Regions from separate parts of the Mus musculus genome. Here region 1 is linked to region 2. A link is a contact called in public HiChIP or PLAC-seq data. All regions are on one chromosome and are shown on one strand. The core of a region is the stretch at or near the end of the contact, and the rest is flanking DNA. Distances in the headings are between cores, read along the strand shown.

What was found. HiChIP or PLAC-seq counts read pairs in DNA pulled down with a chosen protein or histone mark.
Region 1: a contact with region 2 is called in an H3K27ac HiChIP or PLAC-seq map of large pre-B cells, with 2.4 times the contacts expected there. The contact joins two enhancer-like sites. A contact is called at or near these places in 2 of 39 promoter capture datasets (the HPC-7 cell line and embryonic stem cells), 1 of 484 Hi-C or Micro-C datasets (embryonic stem cells) and 2 of 115 datasets of contacts at active chromatin or transcription factors (embryonic stem cells and large pre-B cells).

Annotation. Positions count from the first base shown.
Region 1 is chr4:58,063,620-58,067,304 of GRCm38.p6, forward strand. Svep1 (sushi, von Willebrand factor type A, EGF and pentraxin domain containing 1) reads right to left here. Exons shown (of 48, transcript NM_022814.2): 39 at 2,810-3,035; 40 at 553-708. Gm35402 (a long non-coding RNA gene) reads left to right here. Exons shown (of 3, transcript XR_390600.3): 3 at 1,800-2,046. Among named protein-coding and RNA genes, the nearest start is that of Gm35402, 31 kb to the left of the region's middle. Within about 2 kb of position 1,607, at least 19 of the 459 cell types and tissues checked have an H3K27ac peak or open chromatin away from gene starts, as enhancers often do.
Region 2 is chr4:57,718,695-57,722,499 of GRCm38.p6, forward strand. All of the region lies in intron 6 of Pakap (paralemmin A kinase anchor protein), which reads left to right. Among named protein-coding and RNA genes, the nearest start is that of Gm35099, 35 kb to the right of the region's middle. Within about 2 kb of position 2,402, at least 46 of the 459 cell types and tissues checked have an H3K27ac peak or open chromatin away from gene starts, as enhancers often do.

The DNA.
Region 1 (3,685 bases), core at 357-2,856, 340 kb after region 2:
CTCCAGCCCTAATTTGTTTTCCGATAAATATACTAGATGAACACCCTACCCCAGAGCTATATTCCTTGACCTTTTTTTTTATGCCTGTTTTGTGACAGGGCCTTGACAGTTGCCCAGGCAGGCCTTGAACTTGTCACCCTCCTGTCTCTGCCTTCTGAGTAGCTGAGATCACAGGTAATGTGTCACCACACCTGGCTGATAATATTTGTGTGCTTAAAAATTCTAAGTCATCTTTTAACTATTTTTTTTTCAGAAAGTGTTAAGAAAACAAAGTAATGAAATATAATAGTATGTTTTTAGGAGCAGTGTTAGTAAAGTTAACTTATTCTAATTTTTTTTTCAAGACAGGGTTTGTATAGCCTTGGCTGTCCTGGAACTCACTTTGTAGACCAGGCTGGCCTTGAACTCAGAAATCCGCCTGCCTTTGCCTCCCAAATTCTGGGATTAAAGGCATGGGCCACCACTGCACGGTCAATTTATTCTAATAGTAGAAAGAATCCCAAGCATATCAGAACAGCACATTCATTTTTGTTAAACAGTTTGCTAGTGTACCTCTAATTTGTAGCCAGGGTCACACTGGTAAACAATGGTGCTTCCAAAGCTGTGCTTATTGCCAACCACGGAGCCATGCGCTGGGCTTTCAGGATGCCCACAAACAACTGGGATACAGGATTCATCAGAAAATGGTGGCTCCCATGTACCGTCGGGCTAAAGAACAGACCACAAAGTCATAGTTAGGATTTAATACATGAGCGTTCTGTTTATATGGCAGACTCATCCCCAAAGTGAGAGTCGAAAGGACCCAGGGTTTCCCCAATCGAGTTGCTTTTTAATCTATCTGTAGGTCTTAAAAACACATGAATCATCAAAAAGCTTTTCTCAGTCAGCACTGAACACTTGTTGATGTCTCAGAAACACAAGCTAAGCACTTTCTCTTATACAGAGCCATGCCATTAGGAAGTCTTTAGTGCAGCATGCTAACTAGAGGATGGACTGAGAGAGCTTTGGTGCAGATACTCCACCTTTTATCCCAGTGAACCCTGATGTTCCATGCTATCCCATATTTTAATTTCAAATTTCAGAGAAAGAGCAGCATTAGGCAGTAGATCTCAACATGAATTTTCTAAAATTTTTGGTGTTATCCACTGTTCCTGCTTATAATCTTTTCTCCAAGGCAGGCCACAGAAGCTTGGATATTTCCCTGTCTGTCTCAGAGTGGTCTATTGAACACATTCTCTGGCACACCTTATTTGGCAGCAGTAAATTGTTAGGTTCCTGGTTTCAGAAGGGGTGCTGACACGAACTAGCAGGAAGTAGAGTTACATAGGAAGGCAAAGGGCACATCTAAACTCTTCAGGAACCAGGAAGAAGCTGCCACCTGCCAGACTTCTCCAATGCATCTCTTCATCTCTGATGTGGAAGCTAGGAGAAGAGGTTCCTCTAGGAAGGCCTGTTATCCGAGTGGTAATTCATGTCTTTAACAAGGTATCAAGTTAGCAACTGTTAACTACATACAGAAATCTATTCATGCCAAGCTAACCACAGATTTGATAGCCAACAGTGCCTGTGTGTATAGACCAGCTGGTGACTGTTGAAAGATCAAAGCTTGCAGAAGTAGTAGGCACTTCCTCCCATTGCTGATGCTGATGTTCACAACAGCTATAGGAGATCTGTGTTATTTTGCACACTTGTTTTCCAATAAGGAAACCTGAAGTACAGACCCCCCTTTCCCCCATCTTTTAGCCCAGGCTATTCTCACATTCCTCAGGTGACACCTGCTTCTCCCATTTGTATTACAGGTGCGCATCACCATCTGCACATTATTAGGTGGGATGGACATCAAACCCAGGGCCTCAGGCATACTGGGCAAGCATTGTATCAACAGAGTCCCATCCCTTCTCCAGCCCTGTTCCCCCCACAGTCTTGCTACATGGCCCAGACAAATCTGGTGATCTTCTTGCCTCTGCCTCCTGAGTGCTATATTTATAGACTGGACCACAACACCTGGTTTAAATGATTTTCTAATGTAAACAAATAATAAACAGTGAAGGCAGAATTTGCCTGCTGTTGTCTCTCTGCTTGTGCAGCTTTGGGCCTTCTGCCTAAGGCCATCACAGCCCACAGCAGGCTCCTCCACACAGACACTCATTCGGGCATGGGTTGCTTTGCCACGGATATCTCATTATAGTATTTTTAAAAAGATTTATTTATTTTATGTATATAAGTTCACTTTATCTGTCTTCAGACACACCAGAAGAGGGCACTGAATTCCATTACAGATAGTGGAGAGCCACTATGTAGTTGCTGGAAATTGAACTCAGGACCTCTGGAAGAGCAGTCAGTGCCCTAAACCTCTGAGCCATCTCTCCAGCCCTGTGTTTTTGCTTTTAACATTTCCCTTAAGGTTAACTCCTTCTTAATCTAACACTGGGAATATTAGGAAAAAATACCCAAGTTCTATTTCTTTTTTTCTCCCTGTTAAACAATTTTATTTTATACATGTGAGTATTTTGCCTGCACGTTTCTCTGTGCATGTGAGCATCCGGTCCCCTGACCTGTAGTTGCAGTTGTAAGCTACCATGTGGGTGCTGGGAACCAAGCCTAGGTCCTCTGGAGGGCCAGCACATGCTCTGAACCACCAGTCCATCCCAGCCCCACCCTTCTATTTCTAGGAAACATCTCTAATCTTTGGATGTAAATGAAAACTGGAGGAATTTGTTCTTTCCAAGAGAGCAAGATGTGAGTTTTGGTCATAGTAACAGATGCCAGAGTTAGGCTTACACGTCTCAGGTCGGACACAGTATCTCACCTGGCATGTTGACCAGTTCACTCCTTCGTGGGTAAACCCTTCTGCACATGACACAGAAACTTGTCTGTTCACCTGGAAGTCATCTCCGTGAAAACGTATGCGTGTCATGTTGGATGGCACAGGGCATTTTTTAGGACTGCAGGTGATTCTTTCAGGGACCCAATGGCCATCTTGCTGGCAGGTGAATGTATCTGTATCCGAATCCATCACATACCCTTCCAGACACCTGCAATGCAAACAAGAAAATGAACACCTACAAATAAGTACCACACTGTAACTGGCCTATGCTCAGATGAACAGAACTGCCACAAGGCTCAGGAGACATTTTATGAGAAACCTGAGAGCCGGCTCAAAGGTCAGATGAATAACATCACTGCACAAAACATTAATAAAGCAACAGCCAGATAAATTCTTAGCTAAGGTTGTTTTAGATGAAATTACTTCCCTTTATCATTTGTCCATTCTGAAATAGTCACTAGTTCAAGAAATTATAGAGAAGTTCAAAATGGACTCAGATACTGATAGGAATATGACATAGTGTTTATGGCTTGTCTACTGTGCAACAAGTACTGTCTGAGGTGCTTGCACAAGGTACTCCTTTTAAACTTGGTCATTAAGCACTGTCATAGCTACAGTAGAGTTAAAGCTTAGGTCAAATTGGCTCTTAAGTCTCCATGTGATTTACAAATTTAAATACTTATGCAGCAACTGGTTCCATACAATAACTATTTTCTGGTGACTCCCCTGTGTGCTTTACAAACATCAACTCATCAAATTCTCATGCCTACCTCATGAGCAGGTGCCATTAGGGCCCTTGTTGCCATTTGGCATTGATGAGGTTGGCACCCTTCTTGAAGCCACATGACTCTGCGTGGG
Region 2 (3,805 bases), core at 1,152-3,651:
GAGACTCGTGTTTTGTCTGATCCAGGCCATACTGTAGGTAGCAAGGCTTTTGTACATTATTTCCTCGATAATAAGAATATTATAACATAGAACATGTTGGCTTAGACCACAACCATGACCATGCATTATAATTCATGAGCCATGACTCTAGATCATTCCAAAAAATAGAAAGCTGTATGAAAAGCTGAGAGCTAACCCCCACCCACGATTGCAAAGAGGGGACTTAGACTCATGTAGAGCACGGGCAAGGCAGGAGCTAATGATAGATATTAATTTGCTTGTGACAAGTGTCTGTCCCATCCCCCAGCAGAGGCCCTGCTCCTCCCTAACATAAAGAATATAAACTGTTTCAGGATTAGCCCCAAGAGGAAGCTACTTAGCTCTTCCTCAAGTCTAGGACTGCTTTTGTAATGTGTGAATTGCCTGAAATTGTCATTTTTGTCGATAAGTAATGTTGACCATAGCAATTCCAAATAGCACAACTCAGCCTTTCTATTCTGTGTGTGTGTGTGGGGGGGGGGGGGGTTCCCACTATCAAGGGCAATCCAGGTGAAGTGTAACTGTAGCAGGGGACCTTCAGAGGTTAACGAGGCATTCCCCTTGGGAGAGTGAGCCCTGTGGGGCTGACATCACTGCTGTTAAGGTATTATAAGTACCCTCCCCACATAGCACTGATTGGGAATTCTAGGTGACAAATGCCACATCCAGTCCTCTACTTCTTACAACAGAAGGCTCTCTGCCATAGAACTGGTGTAAGGATTGTTATGAAATTGGATGCAAAAAGATTGGGAAAACAGGGCCATTCTTTCAAGACAAGACAAAATGGCACCAGTTAGTTGGACCTTTGAACACTCAAGGAAATGGTCAGTAATAACAGTGCCCTCTGTAGGCTGGGAGGTGTCTCTGCAACACTTCCTTACCTAAAGAGAAACAGGATAACATCAAGTTAGTCTTACCTACTCCTTAGAAGTCGGGTTGCAAAGTTCACCTGCATTGGAGTTTAAATGTAACTGCTCCCCTGCTTTTACTTTGTACTCCTTTATTGTGTTTCTTGCAAGGCAGTGATATTTCTTAATGCTCATGTCTTTGTCTTACTGACAGTAAGAATCAGCATCAAAGACTGGCAGCCTGGAGAATTGGTGAAGCGTTGATTGGCTTGCCATCAAAACATGACCCAGTCCAGGGTTTGTTTCAGTTTTAACCAAAGGCTACTCAAATGTAAAAGTGATGATAGTATTTCCAATTTTCCTTTTCATGACCGCCTCATGGGGTACTGAAAACACGGGGCACAGATGTGTACACTTTGTGGATGTTTTATTATGTTCATTTATTTATTTATTTGGGGCGGGGATGGGTACACAGTCAGTTCTCTCCTTCTCCCACTTGGGTCTTGGGGATTGAACTTGGGTCCTTAGGCTTGGCAGCAGGCACCTTTACCTGCGGAAACATTTCTTCAGCAGCTGAACTATTCTTTTCAGAGCAGGGTCCTTTGGTCAGTCAGGTAGAGGATGTCCTCAGGGTGAGGACCATTCTGCAGTCAATATGAACTGTCTATATGTAAAGAGCTAATGTCACACAAGGGAACTAGATATTTTGCTTTCCCTGAAATGCTAATGTCCATCTCCAAGAGCAGATACACCTCTACTTAGTGTCCCCCAACCTCCCCCCAAAATTTGGCACTTTGGTGTATCATGTCAATTATTTTTACCTTGTGCACATGCCAGCGCATGTGTGGTATTGTTTTATAGTTCAGTCCATATAAACTTACTCAAGGGTTAATTTTAGTACACTATCTTAAATAGTTCACATGCCATAAAAGGAACTCAAAATAAATTTAAACGAACATTGGTAATTTCCAGATGACTGTAGTAAATGAAGTCACCTGAGAGCAGATGTTGTGTTAAAAAGAAAAAGGAGGGAAATACAGTAGAAAATATGGTCATAATTATTGCTCTGTCTCTACCATCATCAGACAAAAGAGAGTCAAGACGTCCACTGTCCCCTTGGCATGTGTGTCAGTGTTCCATAATGCCAGCCACCTGCCTAAAACCTAATGGGACACTTCTTGCCTGCTTAGACTTTTAAAAAGTAAAGGCCAAATTCCTCATTTCAAAGATCAGAGTGAGAAATACCAAATAACTTGCTCAAAGCGGCAGGAAGAGCAGAGACAGCTGAGGTCGTAGCACAGCTTAGAGTGATTTCATGTTCTGCCTGCTGAGCCAGGCGCCTGTCAGTCATGCTGGTTCTTTCTTAACAAATAAGTTGAGCTCGTCAGCAGCGCGCTCAGATGCTCCAGCAAGATCTGGACTGCTGAAGCAAATAACAGTAACATCTGTTCAGCCACAGAGCCATCTCGGGCATAAGCACTTTTTTTACCCACAGAATCCAAGTTGATTGACTCCTGCTGTGTTACTTAAATCAAACGGATGGCCAGATGTAAGCTTTCAGAGAGTAGAGGAAGTGGGGATGGGGCAGAAAGCATGCCTGTGGGGCCTCTCTGGGGTCCATGGTTCCAAAGTAAAAAATGTTCACCTTCTTCTGGGTGTCTTCTCCCTGGGGCAAGCTCAGAGAACTCATGAAGAGAGTGTGAACTGCCACCTGGCTGATCACAAGAAAAGGGGAAGCTGAGTGGAAAAGGCAGCACTTCTTACTTGGTTGTCTCTGACCTCTCCCCCCTCCCCTCCCCTCTCTTCCCCTCCCCTCCCCTCCCCTCCCCTCCCCTCTCCTCCCCTCCCCTCTCCTCCCCTCCCCTCCCCTCCCTTCCCCTCTGTCCTTTACTATCTCTAACAAATGAGTCCATTTTCCACCTGAGACCCAGCCTCTCCTATCTTAGTTTACTTTCTGTGGCTATAACAAAATACTCAAGACTGGATACTTTGCAAAGAACAGAAACGTATTTAGTTTACAGTCCGGAAGCTGGAAATTCCATGGCTGCCAGAACTAATGCTGTCATAATATGACAGGAGTCAAAAGGACAAGCAGGTACACCCAGAGAGACAAATGAGATGGCCATCCTCTTCCTGGATAACAGCCCACTCGCTCCCCAACAAATACAGTCCCTGGGGAGCAAGAACGCACTTCTTTGAGAAAAGACTTGATCCACCTTCACCTCCTAACCAATCACATCTTAAAGGCCCTGCCTCCAAATCCACTACAGTGGCCCTCAGCTCTCAGGACCATCATCTAGAGGGTGATCACTTTAAAGAGTTGGAGAATTCTCCCAGGAAGCACCATGCCCTAGAAATCTGTTTTGGGATTTTTTTTCTTCTTGCTTTTGACGTAGCAGAAAGTATAAACTTTTTTTAAAAATCAATAATAATGAGGGCCCTATCCCAACATTCCTGGTTTAATTGGTGTGTGGGGCAGCCTGAATTATTGACTATATATTATATTATGTATTGTGATATTAATTTATTAAGCTTATTAAGGTAAGTCTGCCTGGTATGCCTGGTATCTGGTACTGGAAACAGCACCTAGAAATGTGTGGGCTAGGCAGAAATATTCCAGGTTCAGTCCTTTCTGCTCTCCCAGTAAAGGGAAGGTGTGGGCTTAGGCTTTGGGAATGAAGTCCAAAGCAGAGCATTAGCCGGTCGGGCGCCCTCGGGTGATTGATTTCAGCTCAGCAAGCCTGTTTCTCATCTGTAATATGGAAACAGTACCTGCATTGCCTGACTTCTGTGAAGAGTATTTTATGTAAAGTGTGGTGGCGCATTCATGGGACAACCTTCCAGACGGGAGGAGGGACTGCAGCCTGAGCTTGGACTATCTTCAGTAGTCTGCTGGGGGTGGACCCAAGGACTCTGAA